Regions from separate parts of the Gossypium hirsutum genome. Here region 1 is linked to region 2. A link is a contact called in public Hi-C data. All regions are on one chromosome and are shown on one strand. The core of a region is the stretch at or near the end of the contact, and the rest is flanking DNA. Distances in the headings are between cores, read along the strand shown. Region 1 holds the start of LOC107917726. Region 2 holds the start of LOC107918059 (PAP-specific phosphatase HAL2-like).

Region 1 (5,402 bases), core at 6-2,505, 170 kb after region 2:
AAGCTTGTCTCCTTGTTTAATTATGATTAATGCATGGCTAATATTTTATTCCTTCCATATTCACTTAAGTTGTTTATTAAATACTAAAATCTTTTCTCCAGCTATTATTTAAGTTAACAATGTAAACCTAGAATTTATTTATTTCAATTTATTTTTACATTAAAAGAAAGGTCTTGTTGAGAATTGAATTTTAAGTTATTAATTAAATAGTTTTGATTATTTGTTTTTTTAAGTTGTTGATTTATTATACTAACGTTGATTTAAATAAAAATAATATATATATTAGATTTGTTATATTATTTAAATTTTAGAAAATTTTGAGTTAAAATTATTTAAGTTTGAGAGTCGAATTTTTTTAATCCAGTCATTATAGGTTTGGATTAGTTATATCTTTACCTCTCGAACACACCCTTTAAACACCTACTCCTCAGAAAGATCCCTAAATACAAATTTTTGAAAATACTCTTCAATTACACAACCACGTGGATCTTGTACATTAATCATCATATTTAATGTTAACCATCATGTCCTGTCTGAAATGATTAACAAGGTGTCCAATTATCACCCTATTTAGATCTATGGTGATAAGCTAATGATTAACAAGGTGTCCAATTATCACCCTATTTAGATCTATGGTGATAAGCTACTTGGCCAATTTGTTTTAAGACCATCAACAGAGGAATCACACGTGGCACCTTGAGATCATGGTTGACTCTTAGCCCCATCTGTAAAAAGAGATCTCTCTCTCCACTACTTACTCACTTAAACCTATAACCACCGTCATCTAACTATCACACGCAACGGATCTTTATCTTACCCTAAACAAGATAAACCAAGCTACATCACCATTATTTTTATTTTGTCGGATTAAGGTATCAATATAATTAATTTTAGTTCTAATTATTATAAATTTATTACATTTTAAATTCAAATTATTTCGGTTATTACCCATTTTGAATTAAGTTGATTTTTAGTTTAAGGTTGAAATAAAATCGAGTTTTATAATAATTAAATTAGGTTGTGTGGAGTTTTCGAAACCGTAAGGTCTATCTCCAAGTCAAACAAATACGTCGACTGTACGCCAAATGTGCACAGTACCACGTGGAAAATGAAAGCCCATGTCACCGCCTGCCAACGTGTCGCCTCTCTAAACCGTATCTCCTGGTCCCACGTCAACCTCCAATTCGACGGCCAAGATTTCATCACAAAAACCTTCTTCCGCTTCTCCTATATAAATAGCTTTCACCATCTTCAAATTTCAATCTCCACCCCTTTCCACCTACAAGTTTTGATTTTCTCACCTTATTTTCTCGAGAAATTTTTTTAGCTCTTTTGTTCTGTTATAACTAATGGCTACTCTAATGCTCTCTCTCAAAACAGCGCTAATATCAACTGGAGTCATATCCGTAGCGATTCTGCTTAAAGTTTCAGCTCCATCGGTGACTGAGTTTGTAACGTCTGGTATTCCTTCAATTTACGGTTTAATACTCTCTTTTCTTCGGCCTCCGTACCTTTACCTTCTTATCAACGGCATCATCATCTCTATCGTCGCCTCTTCCAAGCTACAGGCTCAGAAACCAGAGTCTACTCAACAAATTAATCCTTCGCCGGAGATAGTTTCGCAGGCGCTCAAGGTTCCAAGTGAAGTATTTAGAAATGAGTACAGTTACGGAACTCCTGCAGCAACAGTCTTGGTGGCGGAGGAGATTAAGGGAACGGTGGAAGAGGAGCAAGTTAAAGTGGTGACGGAGGCGGCACCGGCACCATTGAGGACTGAATCTATGGAGCTTATTAATTTGATGGCGGATAAGCCGCCGGTGGCGAGGAGATTCGGTCAGCGGAAAGCTGTGAAAGCGGCCATGGAAGGTAAAACTACTAAAACCACTAAACCTATCGCATGAGATTTCAAAATGAAACGATTATGAATATACGTGAAAAGCCGAAATTACCCTAATATTTACATCAAATTTCATTTTAAATCAAAGTAGAAATGCGAAAATTATTAGAAGTGTACAAATTTCATTAGATTTGTAACGGTAAGGATAGAACAGTAAATTTGATGGTGGTTGGTGCGAAAATTTTGCAGGGAAAGCCTTGAGAGTGTCGAAGCCAAAACGGCACGATACATTGGAGGCAACGTGGAAAACGATCACGGAGGGTCGTCCGATGCCGTTAACACGTCACCTGAAGAAATCCGACACTTGGGAACAACGCACTCAAAAGGACCATAATACCCCTCCCCCTCCTCTCCCCAACACCATGAAGAAATCTGATACATTCAACGAACACTCCAGGGAACCGCCACTGGCTCGATCCTCCGGCTCAGGAAAACTCAAGAAAGACCCTTCGTTGAGTCAGGACGAGTTGAACCGCCGAGTGGAAGCGTTCATTAAGAAGTTCAATGAGGAAATGAGGTTGCAAAGGCAGGAGTCTTTGAATCAGTATCAGGAAATGATTAGAAGAGGGGCACAGTAGAGAATTTACTGACCTCTTGGGGTTAAAAAGTAAAAGGACTCTCTTATTTTTTACTTTTTACCTTTTTTTTAAGTGGGGGTAAATAATTCCTGCTCTGTAAAGGTCCTTTTGACTTTCCTATCCTTCTAGTTTTGTTTTCCTGTAACGTTGATCATTGGAATTCCATGATTTTGTGTAATAGCTAAAATACAGCATATGCCATATTACGGTCTGCATGTCCTTCAAATATATATCAAAGAGAAATAACATTAGATTATGCATGGATTTTCTCAAATTTTATATAATACATATATTTAATTTCTCAAATTCCATTTAAATACATTATTTATCATTTTTTTAAAATAACAAATATTTTTTGAAAATATTTTTAAAATATATATATAAATATAATTGATTTGAATTTAATACAACAAATTTTTATTATTCCATTTTTTTACCAATTCCATCAAAATTACATTTAATTTATATTTTTTTTTTAAAAATTATTAGGTAAAATTTTTCACCGATAGTATTTCATAATCTATAGCATGCATAAGATTAGGCCAATGGCGTCCCCAACATGTCAGTAAAAAACCGCTTGCAATGCATTGCATTTATTAATGGTGAGGTTGCAGTGTTACCTTGTTTTTAGGTAAGTGGACATATTGAGTTGTTGTTACGTTGATGTCATTTCATTTGCATTATTTTAGAGTTGCCAAAAATCTTATACGGTGTTGGTTTCCTGCCATTAAATTATTGTAATGTCAAAATTTTGTCAAATATTTGGTCGAGTTTGGATGAATCTGGTTCACATATCTTCAGATTTAGCATCTCAAATATATACATATTTGTTGAAATTGCTACTGTTTTTTTTTTTTTCTCTTGGAAGGTGACACATTATTTAGTGATACTAAATAGAAATTTGTTAATTATTTTGAAAACTAACTGGAAGGAAACTTGTCACAATATGATGGATTTCTTTCGGTGGAAAATCCGTTTTTATTTTTTTTAGAAATTCGTAATTATTCTTTTCAAGTGATCTCTAATATTCAAACATGAATTTTTTTTTCTTTTTTGACTACTTAATCCTACACTCAAATCGGTAAAAATATTTTTTGAAGTATTAATGTATACCCAACATGTGTCCAAAATGGTTATCAATAAGGTTTATTGGGCCTGTTGGATCGGGCACAACAAGTTTTTGCTAGTTGGGAATGACCTATGTCGGCCCGGTCAACTTCCACTTCATATGAATTCTTAAAACATTCTGACCCAACTTGTAACTGAAATTAAGACATAGTTTTGCCATTGTGTAAGGAACACACAGCCTTTCAGGACCCCTAATTGACATAGTTTTGCCATTGTGTAAAGAACACAGCCTTTCAGGACCCCTAATTGACATAGTTTTGCCACTGTGTAAGGAACAGGACCCCTAATTGACATAGTTTTGCCACTGTGTAAGGAACACAGCCTTTCAGGAACCCTAATTGACATAGTTTTGCCATTGTGTAAGGAACACACAGCCTTTCAGGACCCCTAATTGACATAGTTTTGCCATTGTGCAAGGAACACAGCCTTTCAGGACCCCTAATTTTCCCATGGAAACCAACAAATAGACGGCAACAACAACAACGATCCACAAAAAAGGAGCTTAAAAAGTTCTCATCATAAGCTGTTTTTCTTTTTTCCAAATGCTACTCTTCTCAGAAAACTGAGTTCTTTTACAGTTCAAACACGACATAAAGAGAACATTTATATATGTATATATGCAGATACATTATTCATTTCCTCATGATTTGTGCTGTTATAGATAATTGCACGGAGCCAGCAGCACTCACTTCTTTGCTGTTGGACTGTGTTTTACAAAATTCTCTTTGAAGGAAAGATAATAACAATCTGGCCAAATCCAATAAGTCCCAAGTTACAATCTTCATCAGATTAAACAAATTGTGAATACAAAAAATTGTACATCTGACCTGAATTCCAAAACATTCCCAGTCAGGATACGGAAATCCATAATGGATTGAGCAAGGTACCTACTGCATTACATGTTTACTTTGATAGCAACTGCATCCCCCTACAATACCAGAAATTGTGCAAGATTAGCATCTGTGTTACCAAATCATAAATTTGGCCTTTTTGTCGTTTAAAACCATCCTCAATTAATCGTTTCTTATAGGTATGACCTGTGAACATAATAAAAAGAACCAACAGTATTACTGCAAACACTCCATTCTTGTAAGAACATTGATAGAATACAAGATACCAGCCAGAGACAAGGAATTTGTATAAATCTCATTATTTAAATTGTAGAACATGTCTATTTATTTATCTCAGCTTTAAGAAAAAAGAAGAAAGGAAGATACCTCAGTTTTTCAGGCTATATAGATAGAATGCAGTGTGGGGTAGGAATCGGAATTGAAATCTAGCCCGACAATTGTCAACCAGTCGAACAGCTTTTCTTGTTATGTCATCAAAGTGGAAAAACGTACGAGTGTTTGACATGCCAAGGATACTTCCTCTTTTTGTCCATTACGAAGCGAGGTATCTTTCATATGTCCTTGAACCTACTCTGACACAAAAATGCAACTGCCATATAAGAATCCACATTAAATCAACAAATGGCAAAAGGCTTAATACCTGACAAAGCTATTTGTAACTCCCATAGTCATACAAATGTGACCTTTATTTTGTTCTATATGACTTTTAGGATTTTTCCTAGTTATAGGGTTCAAAAACATGACCATCAAACACGATACATACACAAAGTAATAAACTTCCAGGTCCAAAAAACAATGTAATATGACCAAATATTATCTGGTTAAAGACTGTTTTTTCATTAGTTTGCAGGAAATGTCTTAGATATCATTAAGCAATGTAATATGACCAAATATTATGAATTTACGAGACAGATTATGATGTATGCATGTACAAGCATGTGTAGCTAA
Region 2 (5,104 bases), core at 2,362-4,861:
AAAATTTATGCATCAGTTCAGTTCCCTAAGCAAGCAGAGGGTAGTAGCATTAGCTTAAGCTTTTGTCGTATTAAAGAATCCCCACAGTGATGATTTTGTATTAATGGAATCAAAACTTCCATTTGAGAACTATCGTAAGGGCCTATTGCTAATAAAAATGGAGCAATACTACGACAGTAAGATGGGGACTGGAGGTGAAATCAATGATCAGACCTTAAAAACGGAGAATATATTTCAGCAGACGCTTCTCGAGTCATTAGTTTGTGGCAGTGTCCTTCACAAATTTGCTTGCCCTGAAATAGTAACGAAGACATTAGAAAGAAAGGAGGAAAATGGACGTAAAACTCATTAACTGAAAACTACCTTTTTTAGCAATATATCGGTTTTAAAATTACGACAGGTTCATATAAACAGAAACTTCTTCGACCACATGAAATATATGAAAATGGTGCGAAATGACTTGAAATGCCAATTTTCTTTGATGAGCTTACCGCCATAAAATTACCATATAATACTCCACTATTATTGCATTGAAAAGATGTAGAAAGTCTCATAGATTAGAAGAATCCCAGCTTGCATATACAGCCCCAATGATTTTATCATGCAGTATGGGGCCAGAGCAAGCAACAATCCCCCGGTCAAGACCTTCTAAGTACAGTCCCTACTGAAGTCCAAGGGGCGACCTCCTGCATCCGTTACAACCCCACCAGCCTCTTCTACAATGACAACACCAGCAGCGTGATCCCATATCTTCTCTTTGTACCCAGATCTTGCAAACTTAATATAAACTTCAGCATCACCCCGAGCTATTGCTGCATATTTTACCATGCTATGGACTCGCATAGGTCGGTTTCTGCCATTAGAGTGCATGAAAAAGATAATATTAGGATCAAATCAGAAGATGACCTTACAAAAGCTATATAATTTCAGATACATTTGATTTCTTTAACTAAATAACAAGCAGGGAACTTATAAATGAAATTGTTCATTTCATTTTCATTTTCCCAGAAGCACTCAACTTTTTAATGTAATTCTTGTTCCGTGCTTCATCCAAATTAAGAATTCGTTTCATTCATCATATGCAGGAAACAGATAGAAGATTCAGAAGTGAAAATAAACATAACGCACTTGAGACCTATGCTGTTAGCAAGCCCCTCGGTAAACAAGTGGTTTGAATTTGCCTTTTCCACAGGTTCACAAAAAGTTGCCAGCGATGGATCATCAACAGGAGAAGCCTGTAGCAATGTAGCAGAATTTGGCCATTCAAATTTTGTATCCCCATGGATCAAAGGTTGCATCCATGCCTGACCAGTTCCTCTACTTGCATACATCACACATCCTTTTTGCCAAATATCTGAAGATGGTGGACTCGTCGGCTTAATTTGGTTGCATTGATGATTATAATTCAACAATTCCTTTCTCATAGGGTAATTAGGACACCCAAGAACTCCAAGAACTAGCTTCCCATCCTCAATCAAGCCTAGTGCTACAGCATACTGGTCACCACGTACAAATCCCAATGTCCCATCAACAGGGTCAAGCACCCAATGTCTTCCAGTTGGGCCCCCAGTTGAGTTACACCGACTGATAGCCTCAAGGATTTGTGAAGTCCCGAGAACTTTCTTTGGACACTGAAGACCATACTTTGGTGCTTCAGCTAAGCATTCATTCACAGTATTGACAACAGCTGAAAGTAAACTAGCCGCTTCAGGCTTGGAGAGTGTTTGGACATCTTCTTCAGCAACAATGGACACACTCCAACCCTCCAAGAATTCGGAAAGCAGCCAACTAACAGTTGCTTGGACGCTCCAGTCTGTTAAGATAGAAACAACCGAAAGAAAACAAGTAAACACGAGTAGATAAAAGCACTTAATTAAGCAAAAGAAAAGAAAAATTATGCTCTTTCAAACCGTGAAAAAAGCTAGTAGCATCATCTCAGACTATAAATGCTTCATTATTTGAACAAACAGATTAGAAATCAAAGTATAACAGATATACACACCATAAATATGATGATTAGTTAAGAAAATACAAACAAAGACAAAAATATTTCCTGTAAACCGCACTTCATTTTTTATACTTTAACTAGGAAGTAAAATCAAATTCAAGACCCTCTCTGCACAATTTTTTTTTCCTCCTTACAAGTGAAGGGAGAAAGCTTGATTCATGAAAGAGAAAGAGAAATAGAAAGTTGAGGCAGAAAGCCAAATAATTTGCTAGGTACCTCCTTTTTTATCTTTAAAAACTTGATCAGTCAAATCGAACAATACTAGAGCGTGTGTTAGGCAATCAATTATAATTATGAGCAAGCACCTACACCTGCATTTCTGTCTACTAGCATACAACAAGCATGATTCGCATTCATCATCAATTATCAATTGAACTCTCATGAATTTATTAATCAGTGTCTTAATCCCTTTCAATAGCAAACTTTCACCCCAGCTTCCCCAACATACCTGTATACTTGCATATAAATAACAAAAAGTATCAACCTAGGATTAAAGTAAAACAGAACAAACAAGTGCTATTTTCAAATTAAATGATCCCCAACTGAGTTTACATTTCAAAGGACCAGCTACGTACAATTGCAATTAACAAAGAGGCTTATAGAGTTTCTTTCCATCATTCACGAATGCTGGCGAACCCAGACAAATTGCAATCAAATTATAACGAATTGAACTAGTTTCCCAACCAAAATGATCAGAACAATGAAACCCAGAAAACAAAACTGAACAGCCAATTACAAACTTGACCATACTTTCCTAAGTTTGTACAGTAAAATCCCTAAAGATTCCAATTCAACAGTAAGGAACAACGTTCTTAACATTTTCCTTATAGAAAAACAATGTATAGCACTAAAACGTTTCCTAACTTGTTCTTAACAATTTCCTCAGACAAAAATTTAAAAAAGGAAGCACCAAAATGCTAACATTCAAACAACCAAATGAATATTTTCAATCATCCAAACAATGATCATATTCCAAATTTTTTTCTTCCAAATTTTTTTCTTTCTTTCTTTTACTATCTAACAAACAACCAATGGCTTAAATATACGCCAATCAAACACCACATTACAAATTCATAATACCCCACCCCCCAAATTGAAAAAAGAAAAAACAAGTCAACCCATTGCAAAGAGCCTCATTCAAAGCAAACCCATCGAAGAAAAAACTAAAAATAAAAGACATCAAATTCCAAAAAAAAGGGAAAAAAAAACTTTCATTTTGTACTAACAAAAAAAAGAGAGAGAGAGAGAATACCTGCAATAGTAACAGGAGAATCATCATCCTTGGCCAAAACATGTCCAGAAGCAGCAGAAACCAAGCTTTGTTGCACTTTTTGACATAAAGAACAAGCCATATGCACAATTCTAACAGCCAAATCCAACTCTTTACCGTACTTGTCATTCTTCTCCGCCATGTTGGAGACAAGCTTTCTCAACAGCCAAAACAAAAAGAAAAAGAAAGTTCCAAAACCTCGGGATTTCTGCAGAGAGACTCAGGTATGTATCTTTTTTTTTTTTTTGACCCGTGTTTCAATGCAAAGGCATCAATGGCTTCTTCGGCTTCGGTAGATTTGGCTTTTTAAAGTTTAAACCATTTTTTTTTTCTTAATGTGGGCTTATTTTGGTTCTAATTCTTTTTATTTTTGGTTTTTAATGATTTTCGGGAAATTTTCCCTTTTAAGCAACCCTGATTTGCCACGTCAGATTTGTGTAAATAAGGACCGTCCGATATTATGGGATAGGATGGTGGAGATAATAATTTTAAGGTTTAATTCACGAAGTGTATCTAATATTTTCATTTTAGTCCTAAAATATTTTTGTCTTTGGTATCTACAGTATCAATCATTTTCTAATTTGGTACCTAAAGTATGCTTCTATTATATTTTTTAGTCTATTTCTTTTCAATATTTAATAATTTTAATAACTTGTATATTTTATGATTTTCTAAAAAAATTATAATATTTTAATGATTACTAATAATCATTAAAAATTTTAATAAAAATACTACTCATTTTTTTGTTTTCCAACAAATGTTGTCCTACATCATATCCTAAACTACCCTTATCAATGTGTATTGATCACCTCTCTTCAACCAAAATCATTATTATTTACTCACCTTAAACCACCAAACACTAAATTCATTATTTCTCAACTCCTTTACTCTCACTTCATCCAAATTTGATTACCAGCACATTTCAAACTCCACTATTAAAATCTAATCCAAACCTTAAAAAAAACTATAATTTTCTTATATATATTTTAATTATTTACAACATTTTATACTTTCAATAAGTCTTTATATTTTTTATTAATTCATATATTATCATTTTAATTATTTTTATATTATCTAATTTTTTATAATATTTATTTAATATCTTCATTATTTCGTAAGATATTAATAATGTTTTTATAATATTTAATATTTTTTTTCGAAATTTTATGATATTTAATAATTTTGATAGATTTTATATAATTTTCAAAATTTTTATAACATTTTAACAACCTTTAGCTAAATTTTTATAATGAATTTAATATTTCCATTTTAGTTATTTTATATGATTTTCTATAATTTCTAAAAATATTTAAAAATTATAATTTATTTGGAATTTTTATATAATCCTTAAAAATAAATTAAGCCTTCCTAAAAAATTAAAATCCGATAAACCCTTCATGTCAACGTTATTTCATGTCAACCACCATGTCACCCACTACAGTAACACTTAATGTAACACTTAACGGTCTGTTAGGGGCTTTAATGAAAATGCAATTCAAAAAACTCAATTGATTGTTATTTTTGAATTAAGAGTCTAATTGATTACCCTTTTCAACCAGGGCCAATTGATTTCCAAAAAGTTTTTTTTAGTATTTTAGCCTTTAGTATTATATATATATAATATTGATTAAAAAGGTAGAAAAATCATATATAATATATAAAAAAAGTTTAAAAATATTTTTTTAATTCTAAAATATATAGTTAAAATTCCTAAAAGGTTAAAATAATATATAAAAATGGAAAAATATCATAAAATTTTAAAAAGCTACTTAAATTTCAAGTAATTGCAAAAAGAAACTTGAAATTTAAAAATAGTATTAGAAATT

The links. A called contact is a pair of places that touch in the nucleus more often than the background predicts.
Region 1: a Hi-C map of leaf shows a contact between it and region 2, with 2.3 times the contacts expected there. The contact joins the promoter of LOC107917726 here to the promoter of LOC107918059 in region 2. A contact is called at or near these places in 3 of 34 Hi-C or Micro-C datasets (leaf and seedling).

Annotation. Positions count from the first base shown.
Region 1 is chrA01:8,754,019-8,759,420 of Gossypium_hirsutum_v2.1, forward strand. It overlaps LOC107917726, which reads left to right and starts at 1,256. Exons shown (of 2, transcript XM_016847012.2): 1 at 1,256-1,866; 2 at 2,087-2,735. The coding sequence starts at 1,350. The coding sequence ends at 2,475. It overlaps LOC107944196 (B3 domain-containing protein Os07g0563300), which reads right to left. Exons shown (of 12, transcript XR_001696172.2): 10 at 4,821-5,026; 11 at 4,431-4,531; 12 at 4,102-4,350.
Region 2 is chrA01:8,576,860-8,581,963 of Gossypium_hirsutum_v2.1, forward strand. LOC107918059 (PAP-specific phosphatase HAL2-like) reads right to left here and starts at 3,612. Exons shown (of 4, transcript XM_041075691.1): 1 at 3,261-3,612; 2 at 1,129-1,813; 3 at 492-853; 4 at 1-293. The coding sequence starts at 3,420. The coding sequence ends at 649.